Regions from separate parts of the Mus musculus genome. Here regions 1, 2, 3 and 5 are each linked to region 4. A link is a contact called in public Hi-C, HiChIP or PLAC-seq and promoter capture Hi-C data. All regions are on one chromosome and are shown on one strand. Each heading gives the region's core, a stretch centred on a gene start, on an enhancer-like site or on the middle of the called end of the contact. The rest is flanking DNA. Distances are from core to core; before and after follow the strand shown. Region 1 overlaps Enox1 (ecto-NOX disulfide-thiol exchanger 1). Region 2 overlaps Enox1 (ecto-NOX disulfide-thiol exchanger 1). Region 3 overlaps Enox1 (ecto-NOX disulfide-thiol exchanger 1). Region 4 holds the start of Enox1 (ecto-NOX disulfide-thiol exchanger 1). Region 5 overlaps Enox1 (ecto-NOX disulfide-thiol exchanger 1).

Evidence for each region. Promoter capture Hi-C pulls out the DNA fragments that hold promoters and counts their contacts. Hi-C and Micro-C count contacts between places; a contact is called where the count stands out from the background. HiChIP or PLAC-seq counts read pairs in DNA pulled down with a chosen protein or histone mark.
Region 1: a promoter capture Hi-C map of hippocampal neurons shows a contact between it and region 4, with 9 times the contacts expected there. The contact joins the enhancer-like site here to the promoter of Enox1 in region 4. A contact is called at or near these places in 13 of 39 promoter capture datasets (the 3T3-L1 cell line, 3T3-L1-derived adipocytes, embryonic stem cells and 8 more), 1 of 15 datasets of contacts at CTCF or cohesin (pro-B cells), 9 of 484 Hi-C or Micro-C datasets (the HL-1 cell line, bone marrow-derived macrophages, brown adipocytes and 5 more), 16 of 115 datasets of contacts at active chromatin or transcription factors (SST interneurons, craniofacial prominence, differentiating embryonic stem cells and 9 more) and 2 of 9 other capture datasets (embryonic stem cells and liver).
Region 2: a contact with region 4 is called in a Hi-C map of the N1E-115 cell line, with 5 times the contacts expected there. The contact joins the enhancer-like site here to the promoter of Enox1 in region 4. A contact is called at or near these places in 16 of 39 promoter capture datasets (the 3T3-L1 cell line, 3T3-L1-derived adipocytes, the HPC-7 cell line and 11 more), 1 of 15 datasets of contacts at CTCF or cohesin (the NIH/3T3 cell line), 23 of 484 Hi-C or Micro-C datasets (the 3T3-L1 cell line, 3T3-L1-derived adipocytes, the Ba/F3 cell line and 17 more), 21 of 115 datasets of contacts at active chromatin or transcription factors (the NIH/3T3 cell line, PVALB interneurons, SST interneurons and 14 more) and 2 of 9 other capture datasets (adipose tissue and pancreatic islet).
Region 3: an H3K4me3 HiChIP or PLAC-seq map of embryonic stem cells shows a contact between it and region 4, with 14 read pairs. The contact joins the enhancer-like site here to the promoter of Enox1 in region 4. A contact is called at or near these places in 7 of 39 promoter capture datasets (cranial neural crest, embryonic stem cells, frontonasal cranial neural crest and 3 more), 5 of 484 Hi-C or Micro-C datasets (cerebral cortex, embryonic stem cells and nephron progenitors), 18 of 115 datasets of contacts at active chromatin or transcription factors (acute myeloid leukemia, cardiomyocytes, embryonic basal ganglia and 8 more) and 2 of 9 other capture datasets (adipose tissue and embryonic stem cells).
Region 5: a contact with region 4 is called in an H3K4me3 HiChIP or PLAC-seq map of embryonic basal ganglia, with 5 times the contacts expected there. The contact joins the enhancer-like site here to the promoter of Enox1 in region 4. A contact is called at or near these places in 12 of 39 promoter capture datasets (the 3T3-L1 cell line, 3T3-L1-derived adipocytes, HPC-7-derived erythroid cells and 7 more), 7 of 484 Hi-C or Micro-C datasets (the C2C12 cell line, the N1E-115 cell line, cerebellum and 3 more), 17 of 115 datasets of contacts at active chromatin or transcription factors (SST interneurons, VIP interneurons, astrocytes and 12 more) and 2 of 9 other capture datasets (embryonic stem cells and pancreatic islet).

Annotation. Positions count from the first base shown.
Region 1 is chr14:77,641,263-77,644,058 of GRCm38.p6, reverse strand. The region is part of intron 14 of Enox1 (ecto-NOX disulfide-thiol exchanger 1); the gene reads right to left. Among named protein-coding and RNA genes, the nearest start is that of Gm52115, 46 kb to the right of the region's middle. Within about 2 kb of position 1,393, at least 2 of the 459 cell types and tissues checked have an H3K27ac peak or open chromatin away from gene starts, as enhancers often do. A contact at or near this core is called in hippocampal neurons, where this site is marked.
Region 2 is chr14:77,464,379-77,467,203 of GRCm38.p6, reverse strand. All of the region lies in intron 5 of Enox1 (ecto-NOX disulfide-thiol exchanger 1), which reads right to left. Among named protein-coding and RNA genes, the nearest start is that of Gm6994, 41 kb to the left of the region's middle. Within about 2 kb of position 1,378, at least 18 of the 459 cell types and tissues checked have an H3K27ac peak or open chromatin away from gene starts, as enhancers often do. A contact at or near this core is called in the N1E-115 cell line, PVALB interneurons, SST interneurons and 1 more, where this site is marked.
Region 3 is chr14:77,517,761-77,520,460 of GRCm38.p6, reverse strand. All of the region lies in intron 7 of Enox1 (ecto-NOX disulfide-thiol exchanger 1), which reads right to left. Among named protein-coding and RNA genes, the nearest start is that of Gm6994, 12 kb to the right of the region's middle. Within about 2 kb of position 1,335, at least 45 of the 459 cell types and tissues checked have an H3K27ac peak or open chromatin away from gene starts, as enhancers often do. A contact at or near this core is called in acute myeloid leukemia and embryonic stem cells, where this site is marked.
Region 4 is chr14:77,155,496-77,158,195 of GRCm38.p6, reverse strand. Enox1 (ecto-NOX disulfide-thiol exchanger 1) reads right to left here and starts at 1,433. Exons shown (of 19, transcript NM_172813.3): 1 at 1,154-1,433.
Region 5 is chr14:77,592,304-77,595,003 of GRCm38.p6, reverse strand. Enox1 (ecto-NOX disulfide-thiol exchanger 1) reads right to left here. Exons shown (of 19, transcript NM_172813.3): 11 at 2,012-2,224. Gm52115 (a long non-coding RNA gene) reads left to right here. Exons shown (of 3, transcript XR_003951128.1): 3 at 1-2,013. Among named protein-coding and RNA genes, the nearest start is that of Gm52115, 3.0 kb to the left of the region's middle. Within about 2 kb of position 1,278, at least 14 of the 459 cell types and tissues checked have an H3K27ac peak or open chromatin away from gene starts, as enhancers often do. A contact at or near this core is called in embryonic basal ganglia, where this site is marked.

The sequences.
Region 1 (2,796 bases), core at 144-2,643, 490 kb before region 4:
CCTGTTGGTTTTTTTGAATATTTATCAGTCCTTGTCTGACTTTTTTTTTTTTTTTTAAAACTGGAAGAAGCAGGAGTAAACTTGCTGTCAGAAAACACAGTTCAAAGTTGATGGGACCCTTGTGCCGAAGACACTGCACAACCTGGATGCAAGATACAGAGAAATCATGGTGAAGCTGAGCTTGTTCCCTGCCGGTTGATGTTTATTGTGCCAGGTGGTGCTGCGCAGGCGGCTGCTGGTTGTGAGGTAGTGTGACAATTACCCATGTGACAATTCTATGAGTTATAATACCCACCTGCCAGGCCAGGCACGATGTAACCATTGGTACGATGATGGCAAAACTCTTTGAGGAGTAACCAATAACTCCCTGATTGGATTTGAGGCCCACCCACTCCATAAAAAGTGATTTATGTCTAATACTACAAACCCAGTCTAGAATTTGTCACAAGAGGTCTTAGCTCCTAGGAGTGAACCTAAAACTTCTGGTTAGCTGAATTGACTCAGCATCAAAACACCTTCTCAATATATTTATATCCACAGACAGAGGCTACAGTCAGAGAAGTTTCACCATATAACAAACTGGTTAATATAGACTCGTGGTTACACAGATGCTGAGACTAAAGGACAGCTGAGGGCTCAGATATACGTAAGACATTTAGAGAACCCCCATTAGAACTCAGGGAACACTGCAGAAGAAGTAACAGAAAAATAATACAGGCATCAGAAGGCAGGGAAGAGGGCTGTGTAATTCCGTGTCCCAAGCTTGACAGAGGCCTTGCAATCACGAGCGCAGAGCAATTGTGCCCGCATCAGTCTGCCCACACAGCAGTTGGTTATAGATGGAGAGGGGGGTGCATGGGGCTCTACCAGTTATGCTGATCGATTGGCAGTGGACAGATTCTGGGCGTAGGGGGAGGCATAGGAACTAGTTCTATATCCACTGGTCGTCCTGCCAGGTTTGATTAGTTCTAAACTCGGGATCAGACAGATCGCCACAGTTAAACTCTTTGGGGGATACAAATCATACAAAATTGTTAAATAGAAATGATAAACATCTAATTTTTAAAGATTATGTTTAAGAATATGGTATTTTGGGCAATGCTTATGAATGAAAATAAAAGTACTATTTAAGTTTAAGTATGGATGAGCCGTAACCAGACAGACCCTCCATTTACGACAGTGGCTAACAGTGACTGGTTAAACTGACTTTCCCTGACAGACCACGACATGGGACACGTGGAATACTCCTGCAGTCTTGCAGGAATTCATCAGGCTCAAGGTCCTTTGGAAAACACAGTGGCTGTGTTTTCAGAAGGATGCTTTCTGTGCGTCTCAGTCATAGGCAGCTCTCCATGTGCAGATGAAGAGATACATCTACACAGAAGGCCTGCAAATGAATATTCATAACAAATTTGTGCATGTTTACCCCCAAAGTGCAAACAACATTAGACGTCTGTGAGCTAGTGGCTAGAGAAACGATCTGCAGCTTTTCCTTACAATTGAATTCTACTCGATAGACTGGAAAGGGAACAGAGCACACAGTGGCAACACAGAGGGACCTTCAATGCATGCTAAGCAAAGGCAGCAAGCCTAAACAGGCTGCAGACAGCAAGTCCTAGAAATGGCAAGCTGTGAGGGTAGATTTCAGGTCGGTGGATCCAGGAAGCGGGGTGGCATGAACAGGGGGCTGAGGGTGTGGCCATGGAAATGACTGACAGATTGATTTCTATAGTGGTCTCACGTGACTTAATTTAGCATTTGTCAGAATTCATAGAACTAAATACATCTAAAGAACAAATTTTACTTTATTAGATCTAATAAAACCACTCTGTGGTGGTTTGAGTATGCTTGGCCCACAGGGGGTATGTTAGGAGGTACTGTTAGGAGGCGTGGCCTTGTTAGAGGAAGCAAGTTGCTGTGGGGGTGGGCTTTCGAGGTCCCCTCCTATGCTCAGGCTCTGCCCATTGCACAAGAGAGCTTCCTCCTCCTCAATGCCAGGATGCCTGCCTTTCCTGGTTGCCTTGGAAGATGCAGAACTCTCAGGTCCTTCCTGGTACCATCTCTGCCTGTAGGCTGCCATGCTTCCTGCTATCATGGTAATGGACTAAACCTCTGAAACTGTAAGGCAGCCCCAATTAAAGGTTTGTCTTTATGAGGGTTGCCTTGGTCATGGTGTCTCTTCAGAGCAACAGAAACCCTAAATAAGACATGCTCAGTGTAGGGATCTGAAGATGAACAGAGCTTAAAATGTTTATATTCTTTGTTTGTATGCCTAAAGATACAAATGAACATAAAAAATGACCCTAACTTCCTTAGCCTCCCAGCAGAGAGAAGAGGCTAACTTAATTGCTGTCGTATGGCTTGGTAAAGGTGATCGTGTTACCATGGCTACAAGCTGTTATTTCCTCTTGTATGAAACGTCTAATATTGTTAAATTATGACTCATGTGTAGTGTAGGGTCAAACTTAGAAACAAATACCAGGACAAAGTCACCCTAAGGCTCCTCATTTTTAAGACCTCTGCTCGGTACTGTTGTTTTTTGTTTTTCCATAAACACGTAAGAAACAGAGCAATGCTCATGAGCGTACTGGCAAGGGAATAGAAGAGGAAACAAACCAGAAACTTCTGGCTAACGCTGAAGGCAATTCTAAAAATCATCCGCTACTTCTAAGGCCATTTAAGGTTCTTTTTTATGGTGTGTGTGTGTGTGGCAATACCCACAAATGTAAATGAATTACAGAAATGATCATATAACAGTTGTTCTGGTTTGATCTTGTATGTCCTCAAATTGCTGAT
Region 2 (2,825 bases), core at 129-2,628, 310 kb before region 4:
GAACTCCTTTGGAAAAAAAACTTGAACCTTATGGATGAATCTACTAGTTTAATTTTATGTTTTTTACTTCAACCCCAACCCATCCTCCATCACTCATTGCCAATTTGCTTCCTAGGAAATCTGCTTGCCTTTAGTTTCTATATTCATATATAAGTGTGTGTGTGTGTGTGTGTGTGTGTGTGTGTATGTGTATATACATACATACATACATACATACATATAAATGCATGTATGAATATATACACACATATATGTAAAACTAAGTCTATATATAATATATTGGTATACATTATTATATAATACATATGTCTAATGCAGATTATGATTATATCATGCATATAATCCTTATTTCATATATACTTATTTTCTGATTGTTTCCCTTTGTATATAGAATGCTCATTTTAGGTGATGACTATAGTAGTGTTTCTCATCTTTTTGAAAGATGTTATGAAGTTTTGAAAGTTCTTCATTTGCTTCACCAAGAATCTTCTCCAAGTCCCCCTAATATCGTCTCATCTCTCCTCTCCTCTCCTCTCCTCTCCTCTCCTCTCCTCTCCTCTCCTCTTCTCTCTGCCTTTCTTTTTCTCTGGATCTTTACATGTTAGTCTCTATTTTATATTGAAGGTATTATTTAAGTGGCTACTGACTTTTCACAATTAATTTATATTTAAGATACTCTTATATGTAGTATATACTGAAAGATAGACACATATAAGAGAAGGGATGCCTCTGTCTCTGTTTCACATTTCTGGATGGAGTTTGTGTAACTGCAAAGTAAGGAGGTCAGATGGAGTCCCCCTAAATATTCATGGGGGAGTTCTATAGATCATGTACAAACAGGTCACCATCTCTTGACCCCCTTTCTACCATCCTGGAAGGTCTAGACTACAATATCTTCTCTAACATGCCTGTTTGATCTCGTTTTACCTGGCATTATGTGAACTTATATGGCTATGGAGCCTCCTCTTTTATTTCTCTCAGGCAATGCCTACTAATGAACTACGGAAAGATGCTATGAGTTGATGTTCAATGTTTGATTCTAACTTGTTTCCCTGCATTTTACAAATCCAGCTAGAGATGTTCATTAAGAAAGAAGTCAGAGCACAATCTGCTAATGTTTCTATTTATTGATGCTTCCTCCTATAGCGTCATATAAATTACAGAGTGGCAGGAAGAGCTATGATGATTTCAATAAAACTAGACATTTCCAAGCATAGCTTAATATCTCATCTCTAGCTGCATCCAGGACAGCTGGACACTCAACCATTGGCTGAATCGCTGCATCACTGATTTGATTTGGTTATGAAGACAGTCAGATTGCTGGAAACACATCTGGCCATTTTGGCAATCAGTGAATGAAATGAATCAACTGTGTGGCACTCAGATCAGACCGAATGCTCAGTGATCAGTGTAGGAGGCAGGAATGGGGTAAGTTTATTCTTAGACTGTAGGACCATATTAGGACAGCAAGATGTTACCCGAAGGGATTCTCATGATCATTTCAACGCCATCATATACACCAAACCATTAAAAGTCAAAACATTTTCCCCTTTCTATTAACCTACTGACATTTACTTTTATCTCAAAGGAAGGGGCTGTCCTGAGTGTCACAAGGACATGCAGCAGATCAAGATCCTAACAGGACCCAGGGATCAGCTGTCAGCAAGTTTCCATGCAGTTGCCGGAAGTCTCCTCTTCATTTAAAAAACAAAACTAATTCTCAAGGAGTTTATGGATTTATAGTTGATTATAAACACAATTTTCAGCTTCCCTCTTTACTCTTGCTTCATTACAGAATCTTTCTTAGTTTATCTACATACAGGACATAAAAAGTCAATGAATACTTTGATGCCATTATGTGTGGTGTTAACTTCAGAAAGTCCGTGAGAATCTGTTATACTCTTTCCTTTGCTTTACTCAGAAAGTCCCTGAGAATCTGTTACAATATTTCCCTTCCCTTGCTCCCAAGCCTGTCTCTTCTCTCCAGACTGCCAAGGTTTCAAGGTCTGTAACTGTTCTTATCTTTCCATTCAGAAAGTCTATCCAAAGCAGCACACTTTTCCTTTTACCAGAAGAAGGCATGTCAAAACTCAATGCTGTGTCATCCAAACATGAGTCAGTTGGCCATACTGCAAACAACAGTTTTGGTTTGCCCAGGACTGAACGATGTTCCACTAGGTTGGACTTTGATATCAGAGTGCTCTCTCAACAGCCCTCAAACTGGGTCACCTTGAGTGGCAGCTTGAGAGAGGACTGTGTGTGACACAGATGCCACCAGTTGTGGTTTCAATCCGTGTATCAGAAGTGCTTGTCTGTCATCACGAAACAGATGCAGAAAGCGATGAAGCACCAGATGGGTGAATGGGCTTAATGCCCTTTAAGTTTCCTTGATACCAGTAGATCTCAATTCTGGCTGCTCACAGAAATCATCTGGTTGGGCCCGAGGAACAGTGTTCTAATGACCCCAGCAGGACTGCAGGGGTGCCTTGGAAAGAATATGCTACATTTACCAAGATTCAAATTACAGGTCTACAAACAGCCCCTTCTAACAACAACAACAACAACAACAACAACAATCCTCTTTATGAGCTTTGCCTTAAAAAATGCAGCATGCCAACATCTACTTCATACATAAAAACAGAACACACAAACTATATTTATTGGTATGTATGTATGTATGTATGTATGTATGTATTGGAACATGGTCCAAGAATGGGTCATGTGAGGGGAATTTTGAGTTCAAAAACTACAAGAAAACAAGACAAGAGTCTTGTGACCTCAGATTCTTTAAAAACGTGGACTTGTACTTGGAGTCTGCTTCTGTG
Region 3 (2,700 bases), core at 86-2,585, 360 kb before region 4:
CCCCTTTTCCCAGCTCTATCTCACACCACGAATGAAATCTGTCCCAAATTGAATTTGCCCAACATACTTACCTACCCTTGTCTCAGACTCTGTCCTGGGTGCCAACTGCCAAGGTCTAGCCTCAGCTTGGAGAGGGGGAGAAGGGATGTCTGGGAGCAACGAAAACAAACAACTTGAAGTCAAATCGTGGGTCCAAGCTGGTGGCCTTGTTCTCTCTGTTCAGTTTTATTTCTGATCTGCTTTCTCTAGAGGTGTCTGCCTGAAACAGTTCTCCAAGTCTCTCCAGTTCTCTCTTGCTATGCTAAAAACTTTCCCTGGCTAGCTCACAACCTAGGAGCAAAAACTCCGTCTTTTATTTTACATAATTTTACATATTAATGCAGTCATTTACTTCGGGTTTCCCTTTGGTTATCCTATGAATTAGCCTCCCTAGACCCAAGCTCCTTAATTTTTAGGCTATAGCAAACACACATTTTCTCTAAACCTTGCAAAAGAATTAGGAGATCTGCCTGCCTCTGTTAAGCTGGGTGGGACCCAGTCCTAAAATTACCATTTCTACCACACCTTGGTCCTGGATTCAGTATGTCCCAGGCTGACCTTGAATTCAGGAATCTGCCTGCATTTGTATAAGCCTGTCTTTGAATCTTTCTGAAAAGCTGGCTCATTAATGCAGCTGCCTTTGTTCCTTTATATTCCTGAAGCCCCTCATATAATTCATACTACATCTTTATATTTTTTTGCATATTTGACAAATTATATGTTTTCAAACTCATGATTTTAGAGTTCTTTGCTACTGGCTGGGCTGAGTGAAGGTCTCAGCTTTTACCATTTTGCATTTAAGCCACACCTTTGCTTCCTGGACTCCAGCTGTGTGATTATCATGGTGTCATTAATGTTAATAGGAAGGACTTCCTTTAAAGGAGGAATGTGTAATATATACATTATTATACAAATAGGCCTTAAGCCCTTGGCAGCCTTTGACTTGTGGAGGCCCACAGCCACTGACACGTGGAAGTCTCCTCGTGTCTGCTGTCCCTATTCCAGGGGCAAGAACTGCCCCCACCTAGGCCATGGCGGACAGACTCCTCTTTCTTTCTGTCATTTTTCTTAGTTTGTCTGGGAATGGGTGACCTAGAACTCCTTATGTAGATAAGTCTGTCCTCAGACTTACAAGAGTTAGTCCCAACTCTATCTCTTGAGTGCCGAGACTGAAGTGTGCTTTTTGTTTGTTTTTGTTCTGGTTTTGGCTTATGGTTCCTCTGGAGGTCTAGAGTCCATTGTGGTGGGGCAGAAACAGAATACTGACAGGAGCAGGAAACTGCCTGTTCTATTTCTGTCCACACAGGAAGTGGAGAGAGCAAACAGGAGGTGGGTTGAGGCAATAAAACCCTCAAAACCAACCCTCAAAGGCGTGGTGGCCCACGCCTTTAATCCCAGCACTCAGGAGGCAGAGGCAGGTGGATTTCTGAGTTCGAGGCCAGACTGGTCTACAAGGTGAGTTCCAGGCCAGCCAGGGCTACACAGAGAAACCCTGTCTCAAAAAAAAAAAAAAAATCACTTCATTCAGTGAAGCTGTATCATTCAAAACCTCCCCAAACAGACCACCAACTGGTAACCTAGTGTTAAAATACCTGAAGCAGTAGAGGACAAGTCTCCTTCAAACCACCTACTTCAGAAATGTACGCTTATCACCTGTCATGCTAATTCCTGTTTCTCTGGTTGCTTGTATTGTATTGTATAATACAATATCATTTTGAGCCTCTGGTAACATTGTGGTGTATGAATAACTATATCAGCACACTGTCCCAGTGTCCTCGAGAGGAGGATAAGTAACTGTGCAGAGTGGAACGAAACTGGCACAACAAGTGCATGAAATCTGGCACACAAACCCTGAACTCTAAGTCAAGGGCCTGTCTGGTTTCGGAATCTGGAGACTGAGAGATGTTTCAATTAGTTAGAAAATGAAAACAAAAGAGAATTTGAAGCAGCATCTCTGAGAGAGAGAGAGAGTCCCTCCACTGCACGCCGTGCTCCCTACCTGCCCTGAATCATGCCTGGGTCAGAGAATCTCACCACCACCACAAGAGAAATTGGAGAAGTTGGCTGCTGGGAGCATTGTTTTCCTATTAAATGAGAGCCTTGTGCAGTTTATCAGCAGAGTGCCCTGAATACCCGTGAGCAGAGGATGCGGTGGGTGGCAAGGTTCCCGGGAGGTATTTGTTACCTCAGACCCCACCTTTCCTTTCAAGCCTTGGAGCCCAGCAGTACAAAGAATCCAGCAGGTCACAGGAGAGATACACGAGGGAGGGGCTGGGGTCAGAGGTCAGAGTGACAACTGCATAGGCAGAAAAAGGGATTCCCCCAATTTCACTGCAGAAAAGTCCCCATGGTAGGCAAGACCATCATGTGTCATGGTTGCCAGATACTTCTCCCTGTTTCCACCCTACCTGAGCTGAGGGTCCATAAAGTAGACGTTATGCTGTCTGTATGCCCTTCCAAAGAGGTACCTAAACTTGTCATGGCAAAGAGGAAACCGCGATTGGCCCTTCCCCTTCGTTTCTTCTCGACTTCTGCACCATCTGATCGATTTCCAAGGCTGGACTCCTAGGACCCGTGGTTATTCTTCACGCTCCTTATACTCCACATGGACTCCCTAATGTTTCAATGATCATAATAAATGCCTCTGGAGGCCCTTCACAT
Region 4 (2,700 bases), core at 184-2,683:
AAACTCAAACATGCAGCCCAGTTTGCCATGAATCTCCTCTCGTGCATTCGTTTCCTGCATTCTCCTAAAGCTACTTTTAAAAACCACTACCACTGAACAAACATAATCTCAACAAAATTTAAATTTTTTAAAATGTTATAACAGTGGAAGACTGCGGAAGGGGGAGTAAAGCACAATGTGCAATTTGAAGGAATGATACTAGCCGGATTACATACACTGGGATGTGTATGCCATAGAGCTGGGTTTCCCCACCTGTCGACCCCACTTCCCCCATGTGCTCGCTGCGGGATGACAACCACAACACTCCAGAACCACCCCCTCCAAGGAGGCGGGGTTATGAGATCAACCAATCAGAGCCCGCGATCCCGGGTGTCCAACCTATGGGGTGGCCGTGGCCATGCAGGGGTAGGACATAGGGTGGTCCGGGAGGGGCCGCGTCCGTGGGAGGAGTGCACGTGTCCAGAGAGGCGGGGAACCCGCGGGCGTCCAGCTGCCGAGGCGCCGGCCGGGTGTCCAAGTCCGGCTGCCCAGTGCGGTCTTGGACTGGGAAAGGCAGGCGATCGCCCGCAGAGGAAGACCTGTCCTTGTGTCCAGTTCCCAGCGAGAAGGAAAGACACAAATAACAACAATAGTACCTCGCGCAGATCGGGCAGAGAGGAAAGTTTCTGGCCCGCGCCAGAGTAGAGAACGCCAAGGCAGGGAGATGCTATGCAAGACAGGAGGAGGACACTATGGGAAGAACGGAACAACCGGAGGGCTGCGCGGGCAGGACAGGGTCCCGGGTGCGGTCCCCGGGAGGCGAGCGGCGGGGTGCGCTGTCCAAGGTGCAGGGGAGGCGGTTGGTGCGTGGTAGGCGCGGAGCCCGAGCGGACTCTAGCCGGCCAGCGATAAAAAAGAGCGGAGTACATCTGTGTGGGGCGCTGAGCACCCCCGGCTCATAAAAGTGCGGGAGCCCGAGGAGCGTCGGGGAAGGGCGCAGGGGGCTCCCCCACACCGCTGCCTTCCAGCCTCACCTCCAGCTCCGCTCCCCTCCCCCCTCGCCCACTCCCCTCGGTGCCTTGTTCCCCGGCCACGACGGGGGCGGGACCGGGAACCCCCCATGGGCGGCGAGTCCCTACGCCCCGGGGATGCTGCGGGCCGCGGAGCCGCTTACCTGGGGCCGCGGTGCGGGGATTCGAGGCAAGCGAGCGCCGGGCGCGGCGCGGCTCCTCCTTGCCTCGGCGTCTCCTCCCGATCGCGCTTCTGCCGGACTCTGTCCAGGGCGCCGAGCAGCCAGACCCGGCTAGACTGCAGCCTCCGCTCGCGCCGCCGCTGCTGCCGCAGACAGAGGACGCCCCGTGGCGGCTGGAAGCCTGTGTGAGTAGCAGCGCCCGGGAGAGTGGGATCTGCTCAGGGGCGCTGGAGACTCCGCGGCTCGGGGCGCGCGGGCGTGCGCACGCGCGCCTGAGAGTGTGAGTGAGTGTGCGCGCGCGCGCCCAGGAGTGGGGGGAGTCGCGAGGGGCGGGGGAGCGAAGCGGAGAGATGCTCGTAGGGACCGAGGCAAAATTCGTCGCCCCCGGAAATCCGTAAAGCGGTGAAAGGATGGGCGGCCTGTCTGGCCCGAAGAAGCGACTGGCCCGGCGGAGAAACCAGATGAGAGGCGGCGTGGCGCGCTCGAGCTCCGGATCCCGGCCGATCTGGAGCCGGAGGAGCGCTCTGCCACTGATGCTGCACAAGTGGTGCCCACGGCCGAGGATCGCGCTATTCCCTCGGGGGAGGAGCTGAGGCGACTCGCTCGTGCCACTGCTGCCAGTTTGAATTTCTAGGCTGGACGTTCAGGGACTGGTCTTGGTACCCCATGGTTGCCATGGCGACCTTGAAGGCGCCAGGCAGGCGACCGGGGTGCGGGGGGGAACTCGGTGCGTGCAGTGGACTCCAGGATGCTGAGATGCACTGCTCAACCCGGCGCTGTCTAAGGTTGAGCCTGGGCACAGAGGTTTTACCCAGGGTATTAGGATGCCTCAGTGGTGGTTGGGATCGCTCCAGATGAAAATGTTACCTTTTTGTTCTCCTTGGAAGCCACTTTCCCTCAAAGTTAGCCACCTCCATATAGAAGTATTGGCCCTCTCTTTGTTAGGATTCTGCCAACTGTCCCGATACACAAGTAACTCAAAGCAAGCTGAGAACACCTTCATCACCGAGCGCTCTAACACCTTAGAGATTATGACTAAATCCCACTTATCTGTCCTATTCCTGAAAGGTACATCGAGCTGTTGGTATAGTTTTCCATGCTTACTTTAAATAAGCAGACTTTATTCACCCAAGAATTCCTTCCAGGAGTGTAAGGTCCGTGTTGCAGTTGTCATGCTCTTCTTGGCAGGAATCCTCAAGAGCGGGTTAGGGTTTGCACTTTTGCCTGCCCTCCAAGACTTGCACAGCGCCCCTGTACACTGTGTGTTCTCTATAAATGTTGAATGAATGACATTGTTTTCTAGCTTCACATATCCTGAAGGCAGAAACTCAGATGGTGGGAATGTCATTACCATCCCACTAGGCTTGCTTGATTTAAACGTATGCCAGTTCCCTGTGTGAAAGACTATTTTTCCCCTCGGGCTGCCAGGCCCCAGTGCAAAGAAGGAACATAGGAGAAGACTGACCCATTGTGCAAATTTACCAAAAGATTCACGAAAAGAGCACTCAGAAAGGAACTTGGTGGTATAA
Region 5 (2,700 bases), core at 29-2,528, 440 kb before region 4:
GACCTCGAGATGGGGTTTGCTGGTGGAAGGAAGAGTATAAAAAGTGCTTACAAGCTGTTAGTCGAAGAATTTATCCGAATGGGAAAGGAAAGCCAGAAAAAGGAGAAGGTTGGGAGACTGAAGGCCTGAGCTCAGACGTCTGCATTTCAAGAGTCATCTCTGACAGCCATCGCCACTTGGTGGGGGATTCCCTGATTGCAACCTCACTCATTCCTCAAAGGTAAACCCCTGTCCTGGGTGTGTTCCTCTCAGCTCAGGCATCAGGGCTGCAATGGCCCACCCCGAGCTTTACCACTGAGAGGCCCATTGACGATATACATTGTATCCTGTCTACCTAGTTGCTTCTAATCTGGCCCGAGGGCAGGAAGGCATGTTCAATTCTTCCAGCCTCATCCCCACTAGTCCCTATGTAACAGCACTGCCAAGGAGAGCATGATTTTCTCCTATTCCAACCATGTGAAGCCCACCATGGCTTCACAGCTGTTGTCAAGGGGACATTGCAAAAGGAGGCAATAAAGGGCATGCAGATACAGATGGAGACGTGGTTAGAATTGAGTCCCCTGAGCAGAGAGGTTGTGGACAGTAACAACTCTACTGTTTGGGCACGTGGCTTCCAACCATATCCACCCCCCAGCCCCTCCAGGAACTGTTCTTTCCATACTGTTTAGCCTTCCTTTTTTCTCTGCCAACCAACTCTTACCTTCTCTCTGGCCACTCATCCACTGCCGTCGTTCTTCCTTTCAAAGCTAGAGTCAGTATTAACTTTCCTTCTTCTCCACCTAGCAGTCCTAACTCTAGTGTGGCTGGACCTCCACAGCTGGGTCTAAGGCCGCCATTCAGTGCTGATGAGTTTTGCTAGTACAGTACCGATCCGTGTGAGGTGGAACACTCCTGTTCCCCACATTCCTTTCCTTTCAAGGCCAAGTGCTCCTGGGCTGGGCATTTGGTCACCTACCAGTTTACATTTGGGGATTCATTGCTCGGCACTTAACTCTGCATTGCTACAAAAACTGTCTAGCTGGCAACAAGGTCGTGCAAAATGTGTTCATACTTAAGATCCTGGCTCAGTCATCCCTCTCTGCCTTCCTACCCTAACAGACACATCACCCCTTAGGATTGTGCTGATGAAGGAGCGGCAGGCATTTGGCGCACTAGATCACTGCAAATAATAGTTATTTTCAGAAAAAATATGTAAATTGCATGTGTTGCTGTCATGTGTGGGTCCCCACACCTGGAACGGAATGGAGCAGAGGCCCCGGAGCGATGTCACTCAACAGCTTTTTACCAAGCGACAAGACCATCAGCAGCTGAGATGCATTGTGCTGCTGTGACATTAACTGCAGACATGGAGTGCCACAGAAAAAGTTGACGCCCCCTTTTTTTTTGAATAGAGCCCAGGGGTAATTACTGTGACTATTGTTCTATTAGAAAGCTCCATTTATGCTCCTTCATCAATTCAGGATCTTGACATGAAAAATCGCGGGCATTAAGTGTTTAAGGCAATTTGCTTTCCAAATGAAGAAAGTCTATTCTTCAGTCATCAGCGCAGATGGCCAAAGCTCACCTCACAAGGAGACTGAGGAGGGGGTTTGCTCCCTAAACAGAGCCCGGGGACATGTTCAAGGCCTGTTCCCAGTCATCAGTCCCAGTAGGATATACAGGTCTGGGTGGGCAGCCTGCAGGTGGACAGTGGCTGCCCCACAGGGGTGTGGTGTGAACTGAGGTGGGTCCAATGAGCCCAGATGAACCTGGCTGCCCTGTCTTGGGGGCCAGGCACGGAGTTCTGAGGAAAAGCTACAGAAATGTTGCTCACCTTGAGAAGTAAGCTCTCAGGGCAGGTCCGTGCTCTTCCACATGCCACAGAACATGAGTCGGTTATGAGGTGTGCCATTCAATATGGAGTAAAATGGGAGACTTCTGAGCTACTTACCCCCACATGAGAACATAAAATGGGAACAAAAGAAAAGGCCAAACCGTGACAAAAGAGATGGCCCCCCAAAGCGTTACTTACATTGAGTGAGGATCCCCGTTAAGGCATTTTTGAAGTTCTCCTTTGCTTCCTCCATTTCCTGCTCGTGGGTAGCCTTTTCATTCATGAGCCTGCGCACGTGGCTGTTGGCCGACTGAACCATGGAGTAGAACTGGTTTGCCGAGCGCCGGTTCACCTCCCCACGCTCGATCCAGGACAGCAGAACTGTGATAGCCTCAGAGAACTTGCTGTCATCTAGAACGGAAGGTGACGGCAAGAAAAAGCCACGTCATCAGGCTGTTCTCAAAGCATGTGAGGTCTCCCCGAGTAGTGCTGCTTTCTCAGAACTTGACAAATTAGCTTTCCTCTGAAGGAGGCTTTGTCATTCCATAGCTTAGCTATTCTCTTCTTCCTCTGGCTCCATGGAACCACCTAGAACCTATTCAGGTATTTCTCTGGGAGCTGTGCTGGGAATTCTTTTTTTCTTCCTTTCTTTCTTTCTTTTCTTTTCTTTTTTTTTTTTGTTTTTTTTTTTGTTTTTGTTTTTGTTTGTTTGTTTGTTTGTTTGAGACAGGGTTTCTCTGTATAGCCCTGGCTGTCCTGGAACTCACTTTGTAGACCCAGGCTGGCCTCAAACTCAGAAATCCGCCTGCCTCTGCCTCCCAAGTGCTGGGATACTTAGCTATACTCTGCCAACACATTCTCATAACAAGCCTAGACTGTGCTTTATA